Regions from separate parts of the Zea mays genome. Here all the other regions are linked to region 2. The links are chromatin contacts, called in public Hi-C maps. All regions are on one chromosome and are shown on one strand. The core of a region is the stretch at or near the end of the contact, and the rest is flanking DNA. Distances in the headings are between cores, read along the strand shown.

Evidence for each region. Hi-C and Micro-C count contacts between places; a contact is called where the count stands out from the background.
Region 1: a Hi-C map of ear shows a contact between it and region 2, with 2.0 times the contacts expected there. The contact joins the promoter of LOC103637145 here to the promoter of LOC100283232 in region 2. A contact is called at or near these places in 2 of 25 Hi-C or Micro-C datasets (ear and tassel).
Region 3: a contact with region 2 is called in a Hi-C map of leaf, with 4 times the contacts expected there. The contact joins the promoter of LOC100276062 here to the promoter of LOC100283232 in region 2. A contact is called at or near these places in 4 of 25 Hi-C or Micro-C datasets (ear, leaf and tassel).

The regions. Positions count from the first base shown.
Region 1 is chr8:103,385,077-103,388,445 of Zm-B73-REFERENCE-NAM-5.0, forward strand. LOC103637145 reads left to right here and starts at 2,094. Exons shown (of 3, transcript XM_008659399.2): 1 at 2,094-2,343; 2 at 2,806-3,369. The coding sequence starts at 2,094. It overlaps LOC100276536, which reads right to left and starts at 2,512. Exons shown (of 2, transcript NM_001150300.2): 1 at 2,234-2,512; 2 at 1-656. The coding sequence starts at 637. The coding sequence ends at 338.
Region 2 is chr8:103,207,349-103,210,357 of Zm-B73-REFERENCE-NAM-5.0, forward strand. LOC100283232 (beta-hydroxyacyl-ACP dehydratase) reads right to left here and starts at 1,272. Exons shown (of 4, transcript NM_001366958.1): 1 at 977-1,272; 2 at 787-847. The coding sequence starts at 1,178.
Region 3 is chr8:103,352,859-103,356,247 of Zm-B73-REFERENCE-NAM-5.0, forward strand. LOC100276062 (DUF1682 family protein) reads left to right here and starts at 1,825. Exons shown (of 3, transcript NM_001149943.2): 1 at 1,825-2,939. The coding sequence starts at 1,917.

The DNA of each region.
Region 1 (3,369 bases), core at 844-3,343, 180 kb after region 2:
TCACTTCCGTTTTCAATATCAGATCGAGGTCAGAAGTTGGATTCGTTCATAATAATATACATAAAGGTACATGTCAACTTATACATATTTGAAAATAGGAAAAGACACTTAAACATTTATCCTAGCTACATAGATACGCGAGCATATATAACTGCAACAATCCAGATATCGCTCCTGAAAGATATTATCCCTCTCGAGCATTTCCTCGTCTAAGTCATTAAGTATATAGTAATGGACTTCCAGACGTCTACTATGAAAAGAAATATATATCAAATGAAGGAATCTCCTCCCTGATAAATAGAGCACAAAGCCCAGCTGACAACTGTTGAAGGTTACCCTAATTTGCGACAATTACTTCGTCAAAGTTCCAATCTCTAACAAGGTCCCTGGACACAGCACGGCTGCGTTGAAGTCGAGGAGTGCCCTCCGTGCCAACTTGACCACTCACAATGGGTGGAAAGGGGGTCACTTTCGATGTCCCAGCACTAGTAGAAGTTCCAGCTGGTGTTACTCTTCGAGCTAAGCAGGCCACAGCAGCTCCACATCGGCTTTCCTCCTCTGAACTTGACACCGAGTAGCTTCTAAGAGAGTGTGAGGAGCTGCTCATGCCATGGCATACAAGACAAGCAAGACTCATGGTTGTTGTGTTGCTGCTACTGCAATTCATTATAAACAATAATTTAACAATTTATCAGAATGTATAGGAAATTCCATGCTGCCAAGGCATATAGAAAAAATGGTGTTGACGTGGCACCAAAGTAGCAAAAAAAAAAAAGATCCCAATACAACTTTCTGACCGAATTTAAATAATCTTAATCTCACAGTGCATAGAGTAAACAAACTTCTACCAGCATTGCTAATTCATTCAGTAATAACTGGTGGCAACAAACATAAGGCATGAGCTTTGCCCATTTTTTCTCATTTGTTTATAATGAAATGGAAAGTCAATAAATAACTACTCCCTCCCTTCTTTTTTACATGTCACATTAGGTTTGTCCTAAGTCAAACATTAGTATCTTTGACCATTCATTTCAAAAAAAATCCTTATAGTTTTACAGCACATTATATATTATGAAAATATTTTCATAGTGAATCTTAAAATATAAATCTTATATCATGAACCTAAATATTTTTTTTGAAATCGATGGTAAAGATACAAATGTTTGACTTAGGACAAACCTACGACATGTAAATAAAAATGAAGTACCATGCTGCATATCATCATCAATGCCCAACAAGCCAATGCATCTGCTGAACTGTGGAGAAAACGGTGGTCCAAGTCACAGAAATTCATAGGTGTGCAGGTTGCAAAATTTGATTGGCAATCACTAAGATTTATGTTCAGGGCTCAAATTTGCACAACCCAAAAGCACATTTAACACAATACTTTATGCAACTGTGAACCAAATATAAGGGCATGTGTAAGCATTTACAGTATGTACATGTTGGTAAATATTAATGACAAGGGTTAAATCTTCTTAAGACAATATTCTTCAATGTTCAGATTTATACAACCAAGAAGCATATATTACTACGAAATAAGATGTGAGGCTAATTTAAAGGAATAACAGATCTACTATGTGCATTCTGGCAATGACAAGGGCAAGCTGAACCCCTGGAGTGTCACCACATCCAATGAACGAAACCATCTATGGCAATGGATATGTTGAACTTTTAACAGTGTTTTGCTAAATGATTTATAAATTTTATTGGAGTCGGCTTATCCCGACAAACCTAGCTAAATTCGCCTATGAGAAGCAAGGACCGAGTTCTCATTTCTCAATCCCAGTGGTGGACCCAGTATAGGACATGGATATACACATATAAACCCAATATTTTCGCAAACTCCGAAGTTTCATGCATGTAGTCAGATCCAAACACAGATAGCGCATCTCCAACAGAATACTCAAAGCATCCCCAATACCAAAAAAACAGCAGGGAACTGAGAGGGCTCCAACAGATTAATCATTCAATTCAATACCCAATACCTAAATTTTCGACTTAGGTAAATACTCAAACCCAACCTCCTCAGATGGAGGGGATGCATCCCCTCAACTATAGCGAGTCTCCATCTATAGCCCCATTTACCTCAAATGAAGGGATGCATCCCCTCCCCTATCCGGCGGTTGGTTGTAGAGGGAGGAAATCTCCGGCGGCGAGGTCGCCCACCGCACAAACGCGACCCGCCGGAGCCCCCATACGACGTAAGAGAGAGAGGGAGGAAGAAGAGCACCTGCGACGAGCTGGGGGTGGCTTGGGCGGATATGGACGGCGAGCTCGCCTACAGATCCTCGCCGGGGAGAACGCGATGTGGCGACGATTTGGTTGACGAGGACCACCGCCGTGTGCTTCACGCAGGGCTACCGCAGAGGAAGGAACGGCGCTGGCGGGAAAAGAGGGTAGGGGGTGGAACGCCGTCGGGCCGAGAAGAGGGCTGGAGATGTGGTAGGAGAGAGGAAGAGGGAGAGGGAGAGGGAGAGATAGAGGGGGAGGAAGAGATCGGGGAAACCCGAGGAGGGAAGGAAAGGAAAGGAGAAGAGGAGGGAAAAGAGAAAATAATTTAGACATTAACTACTGTTATCAGCAAAACAAACAAATAAATTTAGGATCTTTTAGAATACAGGAGATATATAAAAATTACAGAAATAAATTTATTTTTTATTAGAAAAAAAACACAGGAATCCCACGTTCACGAAAAAGCCTCAGCACCATGTATTTGATTATAAGGCCACCATGTGTTTGATTATAAGGCTATTTCTAGCCGCTTATTCATTATCTCTACTAATAATTAAGAGTGCAGTGTAGACTGCCCCCGCCATCCCTTACCTCCGTGGATCCCGCGCGCACCCGGCCGCCCACCCCCACTCCTCCGCGGATCCCGCGCGCACCCGGCCGCCCACCCCACTCCGCATCGATTCCCACCGCGAATTCAGCCGCCATGCCGCTCCCGATCCCCTGCACCCGCCATCGACTGCTCCCCTTGCCCCCGCCTCGCCCCTCCAACCGCCACACCCGCCTCGGACGGAAACGGCCTCGGCCCCGGCCCCGACCCCGGTGTCTTCCTATCGCCGCGCGCGCTCTCGCAGCTCGACGAGCTCGCGGCCTTCCGCTACGAGCACGCCTTCCCGCACGGTCTCCTCACCGTGTGCGCCCTCTCGCGCGGCCCCGACGACGACGCCATGGCCGAGGCGCTCGTCCGCCTCCTCCTTCTCCGAGACCGTGCGCTGGGCCCGGCCCAGCGGTACGCGCAGCTCCTCACGTTCGTCATCCGCAGGTACCTCCACGACCGTCGCGGGCTCGCGCCGCACGCCGCGGTGCTCATGGGGTTCTACCGCCCCACCGACGTCGGCGCCGGCAACGCCAACGCCG
Region 2 (3,009 bases), core at 22-2,521:
GTGTGAATTGGCTTGGTATGGACTTCCAAATTGAAATTTGACTGCAAATATCTCTTGTATGATAATTTTACTGATAAAATGACCATGACCATAGGAACAAAATGAAATAAAAAAAAGATATAGTTGCATCACTTATGTATCACTAAATATATACACGGTTAGCCTAAAAATTTAATGGTATTCACTGTTCAAAAGAAAATTAGAAGGTTTAGAATGTGCAGTGGCTAGACTAACTTGAACATCTCCACATGCGCAGCTCTGAACAGTGCACATTGGTCAAGAACACACTTACAACCGAAGTTAGAAAGGTGCCATGTGTTCATAATCAATCATATAACTATTGTTTAAGAAACGTTAATGGTTATATTTTTATGACTGTGGTGCGGAGTTGGTTATTTATTTCATTTTCACAGTCCAGGTGACTGGTAAAGACATTAACTGAAAATCAAAATGATAGGAAACCACTATATACAACAGGTTAGACAAGATGTGAATCCATCGGAGGAGGGAAGTCAGACAAATAGTCAGCTTCATAGGTAGGAAGTTCGTTAAAATTCAAAGCAATACAATAAACAAGCAAATCACATGACCAGAACTTTATTCTTAGGCTAAAAAAACTAACAGCCTGTTTATAACATACAAGTCATGCATTATTATTGACAAAGCCCTAAAATTCCAATAAAGAAGTACCTTGCCTACATTTCACACGTTTTTCAGACATCTGCTAAGCCACAATGAAAAATGCAGGAACAAATGAACAAATAGCACCCACAATAATCGACTCACCTATGTGGCAGGATGTCACGGATCTGGTTGATGTCCATGACAGTTGGGAAGGGAGGGAAACCTGAAATGTGATCACCTCATCAGTAAGCACACGCATCAGTATTAAACATGTTCGAAAAGCAACAGCAAACACACAAATACAACTGAAACGACAGGCATGGGAACGAGAAGCGAAAGTATAGTTACCGACTTTTCTCTATGGGCGTCTCGGCCTCGAACTTGTCTCCGGCCGCGGCGCGCCGCGCGACGGACGGCCTGCCGGAGGGCGCAATAAAACCAGGCACTCGGCGGCGTGGCTGGACGGCGAGGCGTACTGGGAGAAGTGGGGCGGTTAATAAGGAGCCCGGCGAGACGATAGAGCACGGGGATCTCAACATGGCTGCGGGATCCATCGTCGGGGAAGGAGAGCGGTGCAGGAGGGCGGGGGGCAGAAGCGCGTGCTCTTTTGAAGTTGGACAGGCCGGCAGGAGAGGAGAGCGGCGGGCGCGACGCGATGCCGATGCGTACGAGGTGGCCAAGGTCGGAAGGAACAGGGTTTTCAGCTGGGCTTTGAAAACTTCAGCCCAATTTGGATCAGGGGAAAACTCCAAAATTTTCTCATGACGCCTTTTTAGAGCCGTGGGCTTCAAGAATTTCAGCTAACCAAACACATGCACCTCAACAAGCTCCAGCTTTAAAAAATCGAAACTAGAGGTCAGTTTTATGAGATTTATGAAGCTCTTTAAAGGATGTTTCAAAAACACTGTTTTATATCTCCTCATGAAATTGTACAAAAATTAACCACCATGCCACTAGTTACGCAACATACAACTTTCATTCTCTCTCGCGACAACCCACTAATCATCACAGGTAATCAAGGAAACTCACACAAATCAGTTGTACTATAGAAGTTGGAGTCCATATGCAAGCCAAACAATCCTGTAACCCACCTTAACAATCTGTTTGAACTGTTTTATGGTGAAGTTGAAAAACCAAAGCTGAAGTTTTTGAAGTAAAGCTCCTCAAACAGGTCCTAAGTCCTTGTTTGTATTATTTCAGCTTATTTACGATGTTAAAGTGATACATTACCCTCCTACTCTTCTATCATAATCTAACATATGTAGATGTTGGTTTTGTTATTATTAAGTGACGAAGGTAACTGTGTTGAACGTTAATGTGATGCAAGTGATGAATGTGAATTTGATGAATGTGATTCATGTGATAAATGCCACGTGAATTTGTAGGTTTTAGAAACCTCTCTAGGGAGAGGAGGTGTTGTCGAAATTTTTTACTTACTACCATGTTCTTTTTTATAGTGAGTAGATCGTCTGGCTCCAACGCCAGCGCTTGTCTTACTCCACCGGGACCTTAGGTATAATCCTTTTTCTTGATTAGTTAGTATTTAGTTTTTATTAGTAATTCGTTATTAGTTAGCACTTAGTTAGTAGTTCATTATTATTAGTAATTCATTATTAGTTATTAGTTAGCTAGTAGTTAGTTATTAGTTAGCTATTCTTTATTAGTTACTAGTTAGTTAGTAGTTAGGTATTAGTTAGTAATTTGTTATTAGTTTGTCATAATGGATGTGGTTAGGTACTAACCATAATAATTGGTTATTGTACTTTGAATTCGTGTTTGAAATAGATGGACAATTTGAAGAATACCTTCTCCTCCTTGAAAGGGAATTAGGCTTACACCTATTTCCTAATAGATTTTGGTGGTTGAATTGCCCAACACAAATAATTGGACTAACTAGTTTGCTCTAGTCTATAAGTTCTACAGGTGCCAAAGGTTCACAATAAGCCAATAAAAAGACCAAGAAAAGGGTTCAAACAAGAGAGCAAAAGACAACCGAAGTGCACCCTGGTCTGGCGCACCGGACTGTCCGGTGCACCAGGGAACTCGACGCCCAACTCTTCATCTTCGGGAATTTTCAGAGGAGCTCCGCTATAATTCACCGGACTGTCCGGTGCACCAGCGGACAGTGTCCGGTGCCCCAAGGGAGAGCAACTCTGAACCCGCCAGCTTCGGGAATCCGCTCCGCTATAATTCACCGGACTGCCCGGTGTGACAGCGGAGCAACGGCTACTTCGCGCGCAACGGTCGACTGTAACACATTAAATGCGCGCCTGCGCGCGCAGAGGAGCAGAGCACGCGCGGGTAGCACACCGAATAGCCTACAGGGCCTGTCCGGTGCACCACCGGACAGCTAGGCGGGCCCACAAGTCAGAGCTCCAACGGTCA
Region 3 (3,389 bases), core at 575-3,074, 150 kb after region 2:
AGAGTTTGGCCTGTTAATTTTTTTTTTGATAAAGGAAGCTTTATATTAAAGGTTACCAAGAGCGATACATCAAGAGAATACATAGTCTTGGTACACAAACTTCCGGTCTCTGCCTAATGCACATAGCCAACCTAAAACAAAAAACAAAACAAAAAATAAACATGGACGCAGCAGCTTCTCCAAGCTAGCGACAGTCAATCCGAAGACTAGATCGCCACCCATGCACCCGGGAAAAAAAGACCGTGGCCGTTCGCACCAAGAGCCGCGAACCCTCCACAACCAACGGCCGCAACTCCTATCGCTGAAGATGGCCCAACTTGAGAGCTTCTGTGACGGCAAATGGATAACCTGCAAAGGAGAACACAAGATTTTTTTCTCAAAAACTAAGTCATTTCTACAGATCCAGAGCGCCCAGCACAACACCGTCGCTCCAAGTAGAAGCATTGGTTTCAGCACACTATTAAAACCTTGAAGCCAATCCACAAACATATGGTCCACATTTTGTGGTTGGTTGATTCCAGTGGCCATCAGAAACACGCTCCAGACTGACCGGGCTAGCCGACATTCGAAGAAGAGGTGTTGGATGGTCTCTTCTTGTGACAAGAGACGCATGATAAACTACCTTGCCAGTTTCGTTTAGCCAAATTATCTTTTGTGAGGATTACACCCTTTCACAAATACCATAGGAAAATTTTATCCACTTTGTGCACAAGAGACAAATGGTCTATCATGTGGTGCCAGAGATGCCAAGTGAGGTTCGAATGGACATCAGACTGTCTGTTGGAACACATTATCCATGAAAATTTGCTAAGTTTGAAGCCACTCCTCACAAACTATTTGGGCATGCAACAGTTTGCTCGATGGAACATAACGTTGCTCAAAAAAATATTTTTTGCATATGTAAGTTTTAGATTGCAGATGATGCTCATGATGTTGACAAAAATAACCCAGTCATGATCGAATGTGACAATTATTAATTATAAAAATTATAATGTTGAGCTCTACAATTATGATGTAAAAGTCCGTATACATACGACTTTACATAGAAAAAGCTGTATTTTTTATATAAGAGAGAGACCGAATGATAGTTGGAGTATACTGCTACGCTAGACTGCTAGAGCATCTCCAAGAGCTTTATAAAAACAACTATCTATCTTATTAGCAAAATTAGAAAAATATCTTCCAATGATTTGGTAAAAGATCTCCTTTAAAATAAAAGAATCACAAAATATTTGCTCTAGCACGTAAGTTTCCGTGATGAGGAAAAACTCCGTACCCGATTTCCTTTCCGTGTGGTGTTATTATAAAGAGATCGGAGTAAATTAGACGTACGAGTAGATCAAGAAAATAAAAGTTTCAGATGAGGAACCTGTAAGAGGCAAAGAAACTATTAAAAACATTTGATTGGTTACAATAGTTGAGAGTTTTCACTGCAGAATTGTTTACAAAGTTATTATAGAAGATTGTTAAAGAAGGACAAAATTTAAAATTGTTATTTCTTCTATTAACTCAGTAGATCTATTAATTTAATAAGTAAACTAAACTAAACACTTGAAGATGCCTCAGTAAAACCACCAAAGAAATATTACGAGTTTTAAGTATATAAATTCTCTGGTATTAAAGTTTGAGAACTCTTCGAAATTCAGTGACTAATTAATGTTGAATGGGACTTCTTTTTCCTTTTTTCTTTTTGATGAAATGTGCATCATATTCCCACGCCCATTGCCAGATCACACCAAATGAGAGAGAGAGAGAAAAAAAAAACTGAATCTCAGATCCCAACGATCAACCACTTCCGCAGTAGTCGCACGGTTCCCCCACGGCCCCACCTTCCGTCCTTCCCAGCACCGCCGCGGACCATAATCCCCTTCGTCTTCCCCAGCACACTGCACACCTTCACTCCCGCATCCTAAGCTATGGCGGCGCTGAGCTGGATCCGGCTCCGGCCGCCCCGTGCTGCCATTCTCATTTTGCTGCTCCTCGCCCTCAATATCTCCCCCTCCTTTGCCGCTAACTTCGAGGGCTTCGACTCCGACGACCTTCCTGTCGCGGCCGGCGGCCTAGATGCTGACGATGACGAGGGCCTCGACGGCGTCTACCTCCCGCCCCCTCCGCCCATCTCCCTCTCCACCTCCGCTCCTTCACCTCCCGTCACGACGACACCGGCGCCGAACCCTAACCCGGCTACGCCTACGCCTCGGGATCCCACCCCGGCGCTCGACCTCTGGGACGAAGACGAGTTCGAGGGCATCCCCGTGCCCGAAGCGATCCCCTCTGACGACTCCGCCGCGCCGGCCGAGGTCGACCCATCAGATCCCTCCGCGGAGGCACCGGTGGAGGTGGCGCCGGCTGCGAAGAGGAGCCCGGCTGAGCTCCTCCGCGCGTTCTCCTTCGAGATCGCGTGCGCCAGCTTCCTGGTCTGTTACGTGCTCAACTACTTCACTGGGAAGCGGCAAAACGAGAACATCGCGCTGGCCTGGGCCACCAAGTTCGCCACCAGGGACTCTATCTTCGACAAGAACTTCAGCCTTCTTGGCACAGGCGACGGCAAGGACACGCCACTCCTGCTGAAGGAGGGGCAGGACGTGTTCAAGTTCTATGCAAGTGGGAGACGGTTCTGCCAGGGGTTGCTTGCCACCATGGAGATGCGAGCGCGGTACGATCTGCTGTCAAAGTTCGTCGAGTTGGTCTTCCCTAGGAAGGACACCATCACATTCGAAGTGATAATGAACGAAGAGGCCATGGACCATGTGGTTCTGGCTGTAGCCAGGAAGAAGGCGGCCAAGACAATGCACAAAGAAGAGAGGGATCTGCAAAGGTTTGCCAGTGTTCTCACTTCTGCACCTGCGGGGAGGAAGTGGGTGTCAGATGAGCTTGCTGTGGTGGCTGAGTCAAAGGAGGTTGCTGGGGATATGATCACTGAAGCTGTGCTTGATCAGGTGAGGGTGAACTTTAATTTAGAATTTTGGTTTTGTGGATTTGGTAAAGTAAATGCTTTTGGATAATATTGTTAATGCTTGCACTGTCTTGCTGCTTCAATATTTAATGAACTCGATAAAGGTGAATCTTATTGACTGCTGAATTGTCAAAATGTATTCGAAAGAGAACTACTGAAACTTGTGTGGTTTGAGATAGCCTCACATTTTTGTAACATATGCTGTTAAATGATGACGTTGGAGAAGTTATGCTTGTATTCAAATTAAAATTTGCAATTTTGAATATATTGGGCTCAGCTTGTTGCTTTGATAGAAAGCTTATCAACAGTAACCTATGGACCATGTGGCATAAGTTGTGCTGCTATTGTTCTATATAGGTAGTTTTTTTTGTTATAGTAAGTGATGAGATACTATGAAGTGATGAAAATGATTTTTTTTAAATGTGGGTGCTAG